Linked DNA regions of Mus musculus: region 1 is linked to region 2. A link is a contact called in public Hi-C data. All regions are on one chromosome and are shown on one strand. The core of a region is the stretch at or near the end of the contact, and the rest is flanking DNA. Distances in the headings are between cores, read along the strand shown.

Region 1 (6,181 bases), core at 710-3,209, 52 kb after region 2:
CTCCATATAATTACCATATATCATCTTTGAATTTTACATCACCCTCCATTCCTATCTCTACCAGTTTTGGGGTCTGCTTCATTTTATGTATGGGTGACATAAATATGGCTTAAAATAGAGAAAGAAAGTCTCCCATAGGGGATTCTGAAAAGATGTGTTTTCCTTAATACAGACCCAATGACCAACACAACAACTTCTAAGGTAGACATCACCATGTCTGCCCACTAATAACTTCTTTTAAATATGAAGCGACTCGTAGGTTGAAGCCACTTTGGAGAACAGCAGAGAAGGTTCTGAAAGAAAACGGCATGACACTTTGTAACATTCTTGAGCCACTCCTTCTTCCTGTGTATGTTAATGTGTGTGTGTGTGTGTACATGTGTGTGTGTGAGGAGGTCAGAGGTCAACATTGTCTTTCTCAATTGCTTCTCTGCCTTATTTTCGTTTTCAATGATTTGTTGTTGTTGTTTCTATGTGTGTATGTGTTTTGCCTGGATTATCTCTGGGCACCATGTGTGTGCCTGCAGAGGTTGGGAGGAAGGCATCTGATCCCCTAGAACCAGAGTGGCAGAAAGTTGTGAGCCACCATGTGGGTTCTCGGCCTGGAACCTGGGACCTCTGGAAAAGCAACCAGTGCTCTTAACCTTTGTGCTGTCTCCCCGCCCCCACCCCCACCCCCCCAGCCCTTGAGCCACAAATGATATCTGTCTAAAAGTCTGGCATTCTTATTGATTTTCATCACATAAATAACCTCAGGCAAATTAACTTTTGTGTAATCTATTTCCCTATTGTAATTCAAAGAGTAACATTTACATAGAACCTGACTGTAAAGAATGAGGTTAAGAAGGAGTGATGAAAGAGCCCACAGGCACCGTGCTATAATATCAACAAGATAGAGATACAGTCAGGAAATCTCCCAAGCAGTTTGCTGACTCGGGAACCAACACACCTAGCTTTATAAGGAGATCTCAGGGCGCCTTCCTGGAACTTCTGACTCAGTATCGCTCCCAAAAGCATTCTAGGCTCCAGGTAAATGTGATCGTCAATCCAAACTGAATTTAACAACGGACCATATGGTGTAGCATTCTTAGGCAGCAGGAGTTAGGATTTCTGGTTTCTAATTCTAGACATGACATTATTGCATTTAGGCCAATTTGTAGCACCTTTCTCGACCTGTCTGCATGCCTGACCTATTCAATCTGTAACCCCATAAGGGTCTGAAGGAATGTTTGTTGTCAAGAGGTTTTATTTTGCTGTAATTTAGGCTAAGTTCACAAACGCACGCACAACTGGGATTAGAGTGGGCAGTGGAAGTCTATCATTTCAGAGGACCGCGGGAGGAATAAGCCAGAAATGCTTTGTGATAAACTTAACTGCAGGGCTATGTCTTCCTCCCTTGCTACCTGAAGCCAAGGGGTTTCCAATCCTCCCAGGAATATGACATAGCTTGAAGTGATCCGGATTCTGGTTATAGTTTGAGATCTGTGAAACTGTCTAGAAAACATAAATGTCAGGAAAGGGCGGATTTGAATGTTTTCCCCCTAAGAGTATGCCTCTGACTGGCAAAAATTTTCTAGTTCGGTTTGTCTTGGAACCCGTAAGGAAGAAAGGAAGTAGTGATGTATGCCAGGAGCCTCAGGCAAAACCTGGCAGGACAGGAGCAGCTACTAACCCGGGGCTTCGTGGTCCTTCTACCATACATGTAGTTTGACCTCGCCACTGGCAGAAATCAAACTTCTCCAGCACTTAACTTTCCAACTACACAACTGCAGCACAAACTCGGGTAACAAAACCATTACTGTTCCTTGTAGCGCTTCCTGGGCAAACTGCCCTTAGCCCCACCCATCACGGACAAACCCGGCTCACTGAGACGCAAGAGACGCGTCGTTCTGCGTTTTCCAATCAGAGCCACACTTCTGAACTTTGACCGCCCAACTTGGCAAGCTCCGCCCAGTGCAGACCATCCCCGCCCACAGAGAGGCGCTTTGCTCCCTGTTTGCTCTTAAGCGCGGTGCTTGCAAACTTTAACCGCTGGCGCCAGGTCTACACGCATGCGCCATCCTTTGAATGCTGAGCATTCTGATTCTAGCTGCTACAGCCGCAGGGCTAGTGATCTTGCTATTCCAGCGACTATGGACCGTGCTTGGGCCCCATCACGTCACTCCCCGAGAGTCTCTCAGACTCTTGATCGTGGCTGGATCCGGTAAGTATCCGGGCGGAGGCCGACGGTCTTGAGTTAGGCACTACAAACCCCAGAATGCATCGCGACTCTCTTCGCCCTTCTTAGCGCCTTTAGGAGCGCTGCATGCTGAGATTTGTAGTTTCTTTGCGTTCCCGGAACCGGCCACCCCAGGCAGGAAAAAATGCTGGTTAGCTGACGCCACCCAGCCGCCTGTCATTAAGACAGGTCATTTACACTTGTCTGTAATTAAGCCTCTCTGTAGTGTACTGCTTTCTAACAAATAATTAGCGACGGAGTACGCCGAAGCCTTTTGATGCTGACATATTGTTGCCCTCTTTGCTGCTGTGCGTTATTAATTCTAGGTCTTTGTACTTAGTTTAAGAAATGTGAACATTACATGGTAAACGAAGTAGAGTTGTCGCACTTATGAATGCGCAAAGTCCCTGAGGATAAAAACGTGGACACTCCATACGACGATACCTCCAGAGTGACAGGATATGAGTAATAAACTGTCCAGTCAGCTCTGAACATTTTAAAACTTAAAATTTTAGATGAACAGTTTTGACGAGTGTATAGTTAAACACGACTCAACTTTAAACAACCAAGGTGATACCCAAACCTATATCAATGCTGTCTGGAATACATATGTTATAACCTATTGCTCCAGGGACAGTAAAACAAAACCATTGCCTAACAGAAAATGATGCAGTCAAGACACACAGTAAATTCGAGGTGTTTAAGGCAGCCTCTGCAGGAGACCATACAGTTTTACAGTAGCTTTAAAAAAAATACACACTAATAAAAATACACAAACTAGTAATGTAGTTGTGTATTATTGTTATCAAATGTTATGAACTGTATATAGTAGTATATATTGTACTTTTTTTAAAGACTTGTTTATTATATGTAAGTACACTGTAGTTGTCTTCAGACACACCAGAAGAGGACGTCAGATCTCGTTACGGATGGTTGTGAGCCACCATGTGGTTGCTGGGATTTGAACTCAGGACCTTTGGAAGAGCAGTCAGTGCTCTTAACCGCTGAGCCATCTCACCAGCCCCTATATTGTACTTTTTTATATTGCAGGCAGCACAGTGAATTTGTTCATAGATTACCTTGGGCTACTGTGTTATGGTTGCTGTGTCACTAGACAATAAGGAATTTTCTGTTCCTTTTTAATGTCATGTGACCAATATCCTGTCATTGACTAAAACATCATTATGTGATGAGTGACTACACACACACTAATGATATTTATGATGTATGCAAATGTACCAAACTTAACATGCAATTATAATTCCTTACTTATTTACTTAACATATTTTGAGTCATGGGAATGGCCAGACACTACACTGAGCTCTGGAACAAAACAAAACTGAAAATAGAAAAACAAACAAAACAAGCATCACAAGGCACAGTGTGATGCCTACGTGACAAACACTAGGGAAAGGACAGAGGCGCAGCAGTGAAGGAAATAGGACACAAACAGAAGATGAGACAGAAGGAGTAGCTGCCACACAGAGAAGGACAGAAATCTCATATTAACTGCGTAAGAAATACAAGTTATTTCAAGTGAGATGCAAAGCTACTGGGGACTTTTGAACACAAGTAAAATATTATCACATGAAAATTACCTCAAGATGTATAGGGAGAGGAAGTGGGGATATGATCTATATAAAGCTGTATTTATAATTTATATGACAGTGGCGTGAAGCAAGATGAGGTGGTAAGAAGTGATTGGAAGGGTGGAGAGATGGCTCAGCAGTTAAGGTCTTTGTTCTTGTGCAGGACCAGGGTTTGGGTCCCAGCACCCATATGGTGGCTCACAGCCATCTATAACTCCAGTTCTAGGAACCCTGTGGGGATTGAGTGGGGTCCTGAGTGAATGTGTATTGTTGATATGGCCAGGCCCCGTGGGAGTGGCAAAGCCTTCTGTAGGTGAAGTGCAGAGAGATGACAAAGCCTTTCTCTGGTCCTTGTTGGAATGTTGATAGAATATGCAAAGTATAGCTTTCTTCCCCCCCAGAGATGTTACAGCCTGAAGACTGCTCCCATACAGAGACTGTTCCTACAGAGCTAAGCTTGCCCCCTTGTCCAGCTGAACATAATAACCCTGTTTCCTTGCATATATGTATGTGATCACCCTGCCTTCCTGTATATAATAAAGGCTCTAGCTTCTGGGATCCTGTGGCTTCTTCATCAGAGAGCCCAGACCATCCAGGCCTACCTATTCTGTATGTGTGTCTGCATGTCCTTCATTCCCTCATCACCCAGTTAGGTCAGATTCAGGAGCTGTACAGAGCATGGCAGGATCCTACACCCTCTTCTGACTTCCATGGTCACCAGGTACACAGATGGCACACAGATATACATGCAAACAAAACCTCCATACACATTAAAATGTATACAGTGTTCTGCCTGTATGTATGCCTGTAGGCCAGAAGAGGGCACCAGATCTCATTATAGATAGTCATGAGCCACCATGTGGTTGCTGGAAATTGAACTCAGGACCTCTGGAAGAGCAGCCAGCACTTTTAACCTCTGAGACATCTCTCCAACCGACATTAAATAAATCTTTAAAAGTTAAGAAATGGGGGTTGGAGAGATGGCTCAGCGGTTAAGAGTACTGACTGTTCTTCCAAAGGTCCTGAGTTCAAATCCCAGCAACCATATGGTGGCTCACAGCCATCCATAATGAGATCTCACACTCTCTTCTGGTGTGCCTGGAGACAGCTACAGTGTACTTATAAAGTAAATAAATAAATCTTTTTTTAAAAAAAGTTAAGAAATGAAGAAGTGATTGGATGCTGGGTGTGTTTTAAGGTATATCTAATAGTATTTTATCAGTTCATAATGATCTCCAGTGTGTCTCTTTTTTAAAGATTTCCTTTTTATGTGTGAATATATCTGTATATTCATGTGGCTGCCCATCTACTAAAATAATTTTCTCCTTCCTACTTTAAGAAAGATTTATTTTTATTTATGTATATGTAGATGCTTCTGTGACATGTGTGCATCTGTGTGTACATGCCTACAGAGGCCAGAAAAGGTCGTCCGAGTCCCGGGAACTGGAGTTATGTGGGTAATAAGAATCAAACTGAGGTCCTCTGGGAAGGCAGCAAGTTCTCTTAACCACTGAGTCAGCTTCCAGCCCCCTCCCCTAGTGTAATAGAAGAATACAATGGAACCTTGGTAACAGGGTCAGTCGTTTTAGTGACTTCACTTAGTAGCAGGGTCAGTCATTTTAGTGACTTTACTTAGTAGCCAGGTTAAATTTTCCATGAGTGCTTTCACTGAGTGTTTCCATGCAAAAAAACAGAAGAGAGACCTGTTACAGCGTCTTAGGAAGCTCCCATTTCACTGTGGATATTAGGTTTTATCATTAATTATTCCATCTGTGTGGTGGGGGAGGGGGGAACTACTTGGTCCAACACTTTTTCAAGGCCCAAAATAAAAAATACTACAATGAGTATAAAGTAGATGTGTCAATCATTTCCCCCAGGGGAGAAGATGGGAGGCAAGTTATAGGTAATCCCTGAAGTGCCCACTGCAGCGAGCTCACCACATTCCTTCCTAATTCATTCTAGAACCCGGGAAAGCAAAACAAAACAAAACGGTCTTTTCTCCTTTGAAAATATCTGATGGGGAGGGAAGTACATCTTGTGTGCTTGTCTTTCTGTGTGCTTCTGTGTTACTAAAAACTTATTCTTAGAACAACAAAGGAGGGAGGGATGAAAGAGCTTTCTGGGTGAAAGAGGCAAGGAGGATGTGGTGTAAGATGGCTGCAGGGAATGGCTGGGCTGGACCAAGGAGCTGGTGAAATAAAACTGAAATGGTTACAGCTTATGAGGAGTTTGATATTTCACTGTTCTTTTGTGATAGTTTTCACGTGAGAAACCACTGGGGCCATGCAGGCTGGCTCTCTTTCCCTACCCATGGGTTTTACATTTTCAGATCCAAAATAGCTTGAAAAAAAATGCATTTGTAATGAACATGTAC
Region 2 (6,336 bases), core at 214-2,713:
GACAGACAGACAGACACGGCCAGCCTGGTCTACGGGGGAAAAATGTCTAAAAAGAAAAAAGAAGGGGGCTGGTGAGATGGCTCAGTGGTTAAGAGCACCGACTGCTCTTCCAAAGGTCCTGAGTTCAAATCCCAGCAACCACATGGTGGCTCACAACCATCTTTAATGAGATCTGACTCCTTCTTCTGGAGTAGTCTGAAGACAGCAACAGTGTACTTACATATAATAATAAATAAATAAATCTTAAAAAAAAGAAAAAAGAAGAAAAAGTTAAAAAAAAAAAAAGAAAAGAAAAAATAAAGACAGTATCATATGGGCCCAAAAGGTGACTCAGTAAGTAAAAGGCACTTGTCACCAAACCTGACACCCGAGTTCCAACCCCAGGATCCACGGGTGGATCCAGGACATCAATTCCTGCAAATCGTCCTCTAACCTCCACATGTATGTCTTAACACATATACAAGGACACACATACACACATCACACACATAACACATACACACACCTACATATACATGCACACATCATGCAAACACACATACATTAAATAGATACAGATTTTTTTAAAAAAAATTTTTAAATATATATATTACTTCCCCCGAGTCCTAGTTTTCATGAATGAATTGTTATGGTGGACAAATATTTTATTTTTTTTTTTTAAAGATTTCTTGCCGGGTGTGGTGGCACACGCCTTTAATCCCAGCACTCGGGAGGCAGAGGCAGGTAGATTTCTGAGTTCAAGGCCAGCCTGATCTACAAAGTGAGTTCCAGGACAGCCAGGGCTATACAGAGAAACCCTGTCTCGGGGGGAAAAAAATGTGTATTAGTGTTTTGCCTGCACGTATGCATGTATGTAAACCCAGTGCACAGCTGGTGCAGGCAGAGGCCAGAAGAGGGAATCACATTCACTGGAACTAGAGTTACAGATGGTGCGAGTCTAATCTAAGCACATGGGTGCTTAGATTCGAACCCAGGTCCTCTGAAAGGATGGTAAGTGCTTTTAACTGCTGAGTCATCTCTCCAACCCCCAATACTTTATACTTTCAACAGATTTACTGTCTGTTTTCTTGGGGTATATATGATGAGAGGATTTCTCTGCCAAGGGAGGGGGCTCCATTTATAACTAAACAAAGAATACCATATATTCGAGCTGTGGCTTCTACTAAGGGCTCAACAGACAGAAGCTAATTAAATTGCTCTATCTCAGATCTGCTTCTGAATAAGCAGCTGCTTGCTTAATTGGTCATGTCAAATAAAGACCTCATCTGGAGATTACTTAAATGTCCTCCAGAAAGCTAAGGCCTCTTGGTAGCAGCAGTTGCCCATGCCCGTCCACTTCAGGTGCCAATCAGAAGATGGAAGGGTAACAATGGACAGAGAAAATGACGTCTAATATTAGCCTAGACAGAGGGCCTTTACGGACTTGGCAATCACTAAGCACTGGAAATCACAGTGAGAGTGGAGAAGCATTAAGCCTCATTCATGTTCCTCTACGTGTGGCCAGCAGCTGGCAGGAGGCGAGGAAGCTGGCCTAGTGGGAGTTGGCCTAGAAAAGAGCGGCTGAAACAGACGGGGAAAGTGTACGAGACTGTTGAGAAATGAAGTCTACCATACAATCAATCAGCTGTCTTGATCCACAAGAATTGTAGACACTAGAGGAACTTCCATTATCTGCTGAGTACAATTCTGCTTGCTTGTCCTTTCCCCGAGAGATGGTCTTAGGTCACAAACGAGCTTAGCCCTCTCTTTCCCCTCACTAGAGATCCCTTCTCCTGTAGGAGGACACCCATTCTCATCTCTGGATGCATGGTCCTGGAAATGGCAAAAAGCCGTTCACATCGTCACCTCAGAACTGTCAATACAGCCAACATTTGTCACTGTCAGCTGTATACCAGGCTTTGTGTGTGTGTGTGTGTGTGTGTGTGTGTGTGTGTGTGTGTGTGTATGTGTGTGTGTATGTGTGTGTGTGTGTGTGTGTGTGTGTGTGTGTGTGTGTGTGTGTGTGTGTGTGTAGAGCGCTAAATGGGAGAAGCCACCTTGTGAGCCAGCAGGAAGGCAAGGATTCAGGGTGTACCATGATGTTCCTTCCTCACTAGCAAAGAATACCCAGCAGACGTACTGGTGAGGAGCTATCTAGTGGTAGCCAATGACTTGAATCAGAGGGTAATGAGGGAAGAAAACATTCTCTTTGGGTGCAGAGGTCGGAGTCATTCCTCAGGAGCCGTCTTCTCTGTTTTCTTCTTGAGACATAATGTCTCATTGGTCTGGACCTAGCTCAAAATAAGCTACACTAGAGAGTCAGTGAGCCTCCATCCATCTGCCTGACTCTTACCTTCCTAGAACTGACATTCTTTTCTTTAAACATGGTTCTGAGAATCAAACTTAGGTCCTTATGTTTGTCTGGTTAGCACTTTATTGAAATACCAACTAGATGCTTTGAGGCAGAAGAAGCTCAAACAACTCAGTTCCCCTGAGAGTGTTTAGAACCAACTCCTCACCCACTAGCACAGCCCAGACCCTCATTTCCCCCCACTCATTATTCCCTTGTAAGTACAGGGATTTCTGGGGGAATGTATTTGAATCACTCAGACATGCAAGTAAGAAACACTGCCTCGATGTGTAGTGTAGGGGCCCGGGATAGGGCTGTGTGTGTGTCTTTAAGAGCAACAGGGCAGAAAGAAGCTGAGAACAATGCCCCACTCATGCTTAGCATTCCTTCTCCATCCTAGCAAGCTCCCTTCCCCATTTTCCACATTTATTTCAATACACAGGGCAGCCAATCTCCAGTTGTCCCCCTCTTCTGATAGAAACGATTCTCATTTCACCTAGAGGGCTACCAGGCAAACTCTTAGCTTGGCAATGTTTGCTGCCTCGTTGTATGGAGCCTCCTCTCTGCATACTAGACTCTGCCTGGCTCTGCATCCTCACGCCTAACACAGCTCTGGTTATGTGCAGCTCTGGTACTCACCCCGCTCCCCCATCCCCGCAGTGTACCAGTGCACCAGGGCTGGATGGTCCCCTACAGGATCACACAGGTCCCACAGCTCTGTGTCCCAAGATGAGCTGAGCCTAAAGCAGCCCTTCCTCCAAGCCAAGCCTTCACAACCCAGTGAACAGCACTATCTCACTTTCCTCTTCCCATCCCCCAACCTACATCAGCTCAGCCATCACTGATGCCCTCCCGTGTCACCCCCACAAAGTGGCAGCTCTTAAAAGACTGGAGGATGTCAAATAAAAGGCAAACTTGAGTCCTGCAAAGTTCCAAACATTTCTCGTGATGGATTTGTGACTGAAAAAAATGTGACTGGCTAGCAAAACTTGGCGAATCCTAAGCTAGTTAATGGGTCATACAAAGAACTGGATCTCTCTCCTGGCTGATACATTTGACTACAAATCACAAAGGAAAAAAAAAAATTCTGACAGGGTAAACTTAAGAAACACACACATTGAGACAGAGAGAGATAGAGACAGAGAGACAGACAGACACAGAGAGTGCCCTAACGGTGTAACAGTGAGAGATAACCATATAATAAATAAATCATGCACAAGGAAACGAACCTCAAACTCACTTAAAATCAGGCTAGGAAAAGTATACCTTTCTGTCAAAAGTATGAGTACCCGTTTACCCAGAATTAATCACATATTAAAGAACTGTTAAGTCTGTCTAACTAACGCAGTGGGCTTAGAAATAAATTACACCATGAAGAGCTGATGGACTCTGCAAGGAGATTTCTTAAAAAGGACTCAATAGGCTAGAGGTCTCGCCTGACATGAGCGAAGAAGTCCTGGTTTCTAACCTAGCACCATATAAACCAGGGGTGGTGACGGATGCCTGTGACCCCAGAACATTTGGTATCACTTTAGTCTCAGCTACTTAACTTGCCTTAACTGAACCTTGGTTCCCCCAACAGCAAACCCAACGAGGCTCTCACGGGAAGATCAGTCTGCTCCTTAGGGTGCTAAGAACAACACTGAGCATAAGGGTCCCAATCAGTAGCTTCTCCTTCCACCATCGCCCACCAGCCTACAGGGAGGGAAATCCAGGGCCCTGGGGCTGCTTCAGCCGAAAGAGATGAGGGGCCCTACCAAGCATACCTGGCCCCTAACTCATCCCCGTTTTCACCAGCCAATGCTAAAACTGTTGAGGGTTTATGGCCTTCCGCACGTATAGTTCACTCTCTGTTTCACGCTATGGTTCAGAATATGAGCTCTGGCATCCTGCTCCAGATGCCACACCGGATGCCGTCACATTGTCCCCACCATTATGAACTGCGACCCTCTGGAACAATAAAGCTGAAATTAATTCTTTCTACTATAAGTTGCCTTGGGCACGGTGTTCCATCACAACACAAATAGTGATTAAAATTGCCATAATCGTACAACAGAAGAGACTGAAATTGGTGAGCGTGGAATGAGAGAAAGACCCAAGTAGTCCCCTCTACCCTGCCCGGCCCCAGCACCACGCTGCCCTGGCTGACTACTCTTCTCAGGTTTCACAGCAGAATTTCCAAACCTTCAGCCATCCACTCCCATTACAACAATTAACCCCAGCCTCCTACACAAAAATAAAAACCAGACAATCTTCAGCATCCTGCTGCCAAGCACAGAAGACACTTGCATCATCGACCTTATCTGGCCATCTATCTGAAGCCTGCCTCTTTCACCAGAGCACTTGGGAGCCATCCTTTTGAACCTCCTTGGGAATCTGATACTGATTTTGCTCCTCTTCAATGGACCACCTTAGCTTTTCTCTCTCTCTTTTTCTTTAATTACATTTTAATTTATTTTATTTGGTGTGTTCATATGCATGTGGCACAGGAGTAGAGATCAGAGGACAATTTGCAGACAAATCGTTTCTCTCCTCCCACCCTGTGGAAATCTGATAGGTCTGAGGGCTTGGTAGCAAGTGCCTTTATCTACCAAGCTGTCTTGCTGGCCCCTAAATCAGCTCAAATCCCCAGTAAAAACAAATGCCAACAGACCCACAGCCCCTTCATGAAGTCTGTGATGGTTAATAGTCAACCCAACGGGGTCTAGAATCACTTAGGCGCTAAATCTCAGGACATATCTGAGGGAACTTATAGCCAGGGTTAATTAAGGTGAATTTGTGCAAGATAGTCTTCAATGGGTGGAGTTCTTGCCCTCCAGGTACCTCTCCTATGGTCTAGCGGCAGAATAGGCAGTGTCTTTAATCGTGCCCATCTCTAACACATTATCTTTGCCTGCCTGGTCTGCAGCTTCAAACTCCCTCCTCTCTATACTGCAGGGCACACTTCCCCTTTTCTCTACTTCCTGACTACAGTGCAGTGTAACCAGCTGCTTTGTGGTCATGGTGGATTATACTCTCAAGCTGTGGGCCAGAATACACTCTTCTCTGCAGTTGCTTTGGCTGGGTATTTTGACAGAGCAGGGAGATGTGTAATCGCTACAACTGCGGTGCCTTTTCTCACAACTACATCTCTTGTTTCCACTTTTCTCACAATTGCATTCTCTTGCTCTATCCACTGTTTGGATAAGCAAATAGATCCAGACAATGCTGGCAATGCATCAACCTCCAGCACTCTGTGAGTTCGAAGTCAGCCCTGTCTACAGAGTCAGTTCCAGGACAACCAGGACATACAGAGAAACCCTGTCTCAAAAAAATAAAATAAAATAAAACAAACAAACAAAAAACAAAACAACAATAAGCTCTAGAAAGGCGTGTCCATTCTTCTGTCCATAAACACCTATCATCATTTACCGTGTCACTTTTCACCACTCCATTCTTATCCTTGCTGTTCTCTCTGCAGCACTAAGCCATTTCTAGTGGCCAGCTCAGCACTGCCTCCTGCAAGCACTCCTGACCTCCCAGCAACAGACTTTCTGACTGCTCCTCCTTTAAACTCTGTGCTTCTCTGCTCAACCATTAAATAAGAGAATCCTCTAAGCCACTCAGCCTCCTTCCGTCTAACTTGCCTCCTAGGTGAATCCACAAATACAGCTACCTGTAGCTTTAGCCACCATTTAGATGGAAAAAAACTAAAATCTAAAATCTCCATTCCCCAGAGCTCCTGAGGTCTAAGGTAGCTAGCTGCATAGGGGTCTTGAGGCCATCTCAAACCGGCTCAGGCCTGACCTCTAAAGATCATCTCATTGTCACGGCCTTCTACTACGCTATCATATCCTGTCTACTTAAAGTCCTATAGATTTCGCTCCTTAAATAGCTTTCAGAAGATCTATTTTCCTCTAGCTATCTCATCACTTTCCTGGCCAACCCCACACTCACTCCTTACTGTGAAGGACTGAAGGGCTCAGGGGACTCTTTTGTGAGATCATCTCCAATCATGGCACCTCCAA

The links. Hi-C and Micro-C count contacts between places; a contact is called where the count stands out from the background.
Region 1: a contact with region 2 is called in a Hi-C map of the N1E-115 cell line, with 4 times the contacts expected there. The contact joins the promoter of Alg14 here to the enhancer-like site in region 2. A contact is called at or near these places in 3 of 39 promoter capture datasets (the C10 cell line, the HPC-7 cell line and liver), 10 of 484 Hi-C or Micro-C datasets (the G1E-ER4 cell line, the N1E-115 cell line, cerebellar granule neurons and 4 more), 4 of 115 datasets of contacts at active chromatin or transcription factors (astrocytes, embryonic stem cells and hepatocytes) and 2 of 9 other capture datasets (adipose tissue and pancreatic islet).

Annotation. Positions count from the first base shown.
Region 1 is chr3:121,289,781-121,295,961 of GRCm38.p6, forward strand. It overlaps Alg14 (asparagine-linked glycosylation 14), which reads left to right and starts at 1,960. Exons shown (of 4, transcript NM_024178.3): 1 at 1,960-2,203. The coding sequence starts at 2,068.
Region 2 is chr3:121,237,833-121,244,168 of GRCm38.p6, forward strand. All of the region lies in intron 1 of Tlcd4 (TLC domain containing 4), which reads right to left. Among named protein-coding and RNA genes, the nearest start is that of Tlcd4, 22 kb to the right of the region's middle. Within about 2 kb of position 1,464, at least 59 of the 459 cell types and tissues checked have an H3K27ac peak or open chromatin away from gene starts, as enhancers often do. A contact at or near this core is called in the G1E-ER4 cell line, the N1E-115 cell line, astrocytes and 3 more, where this site is marked.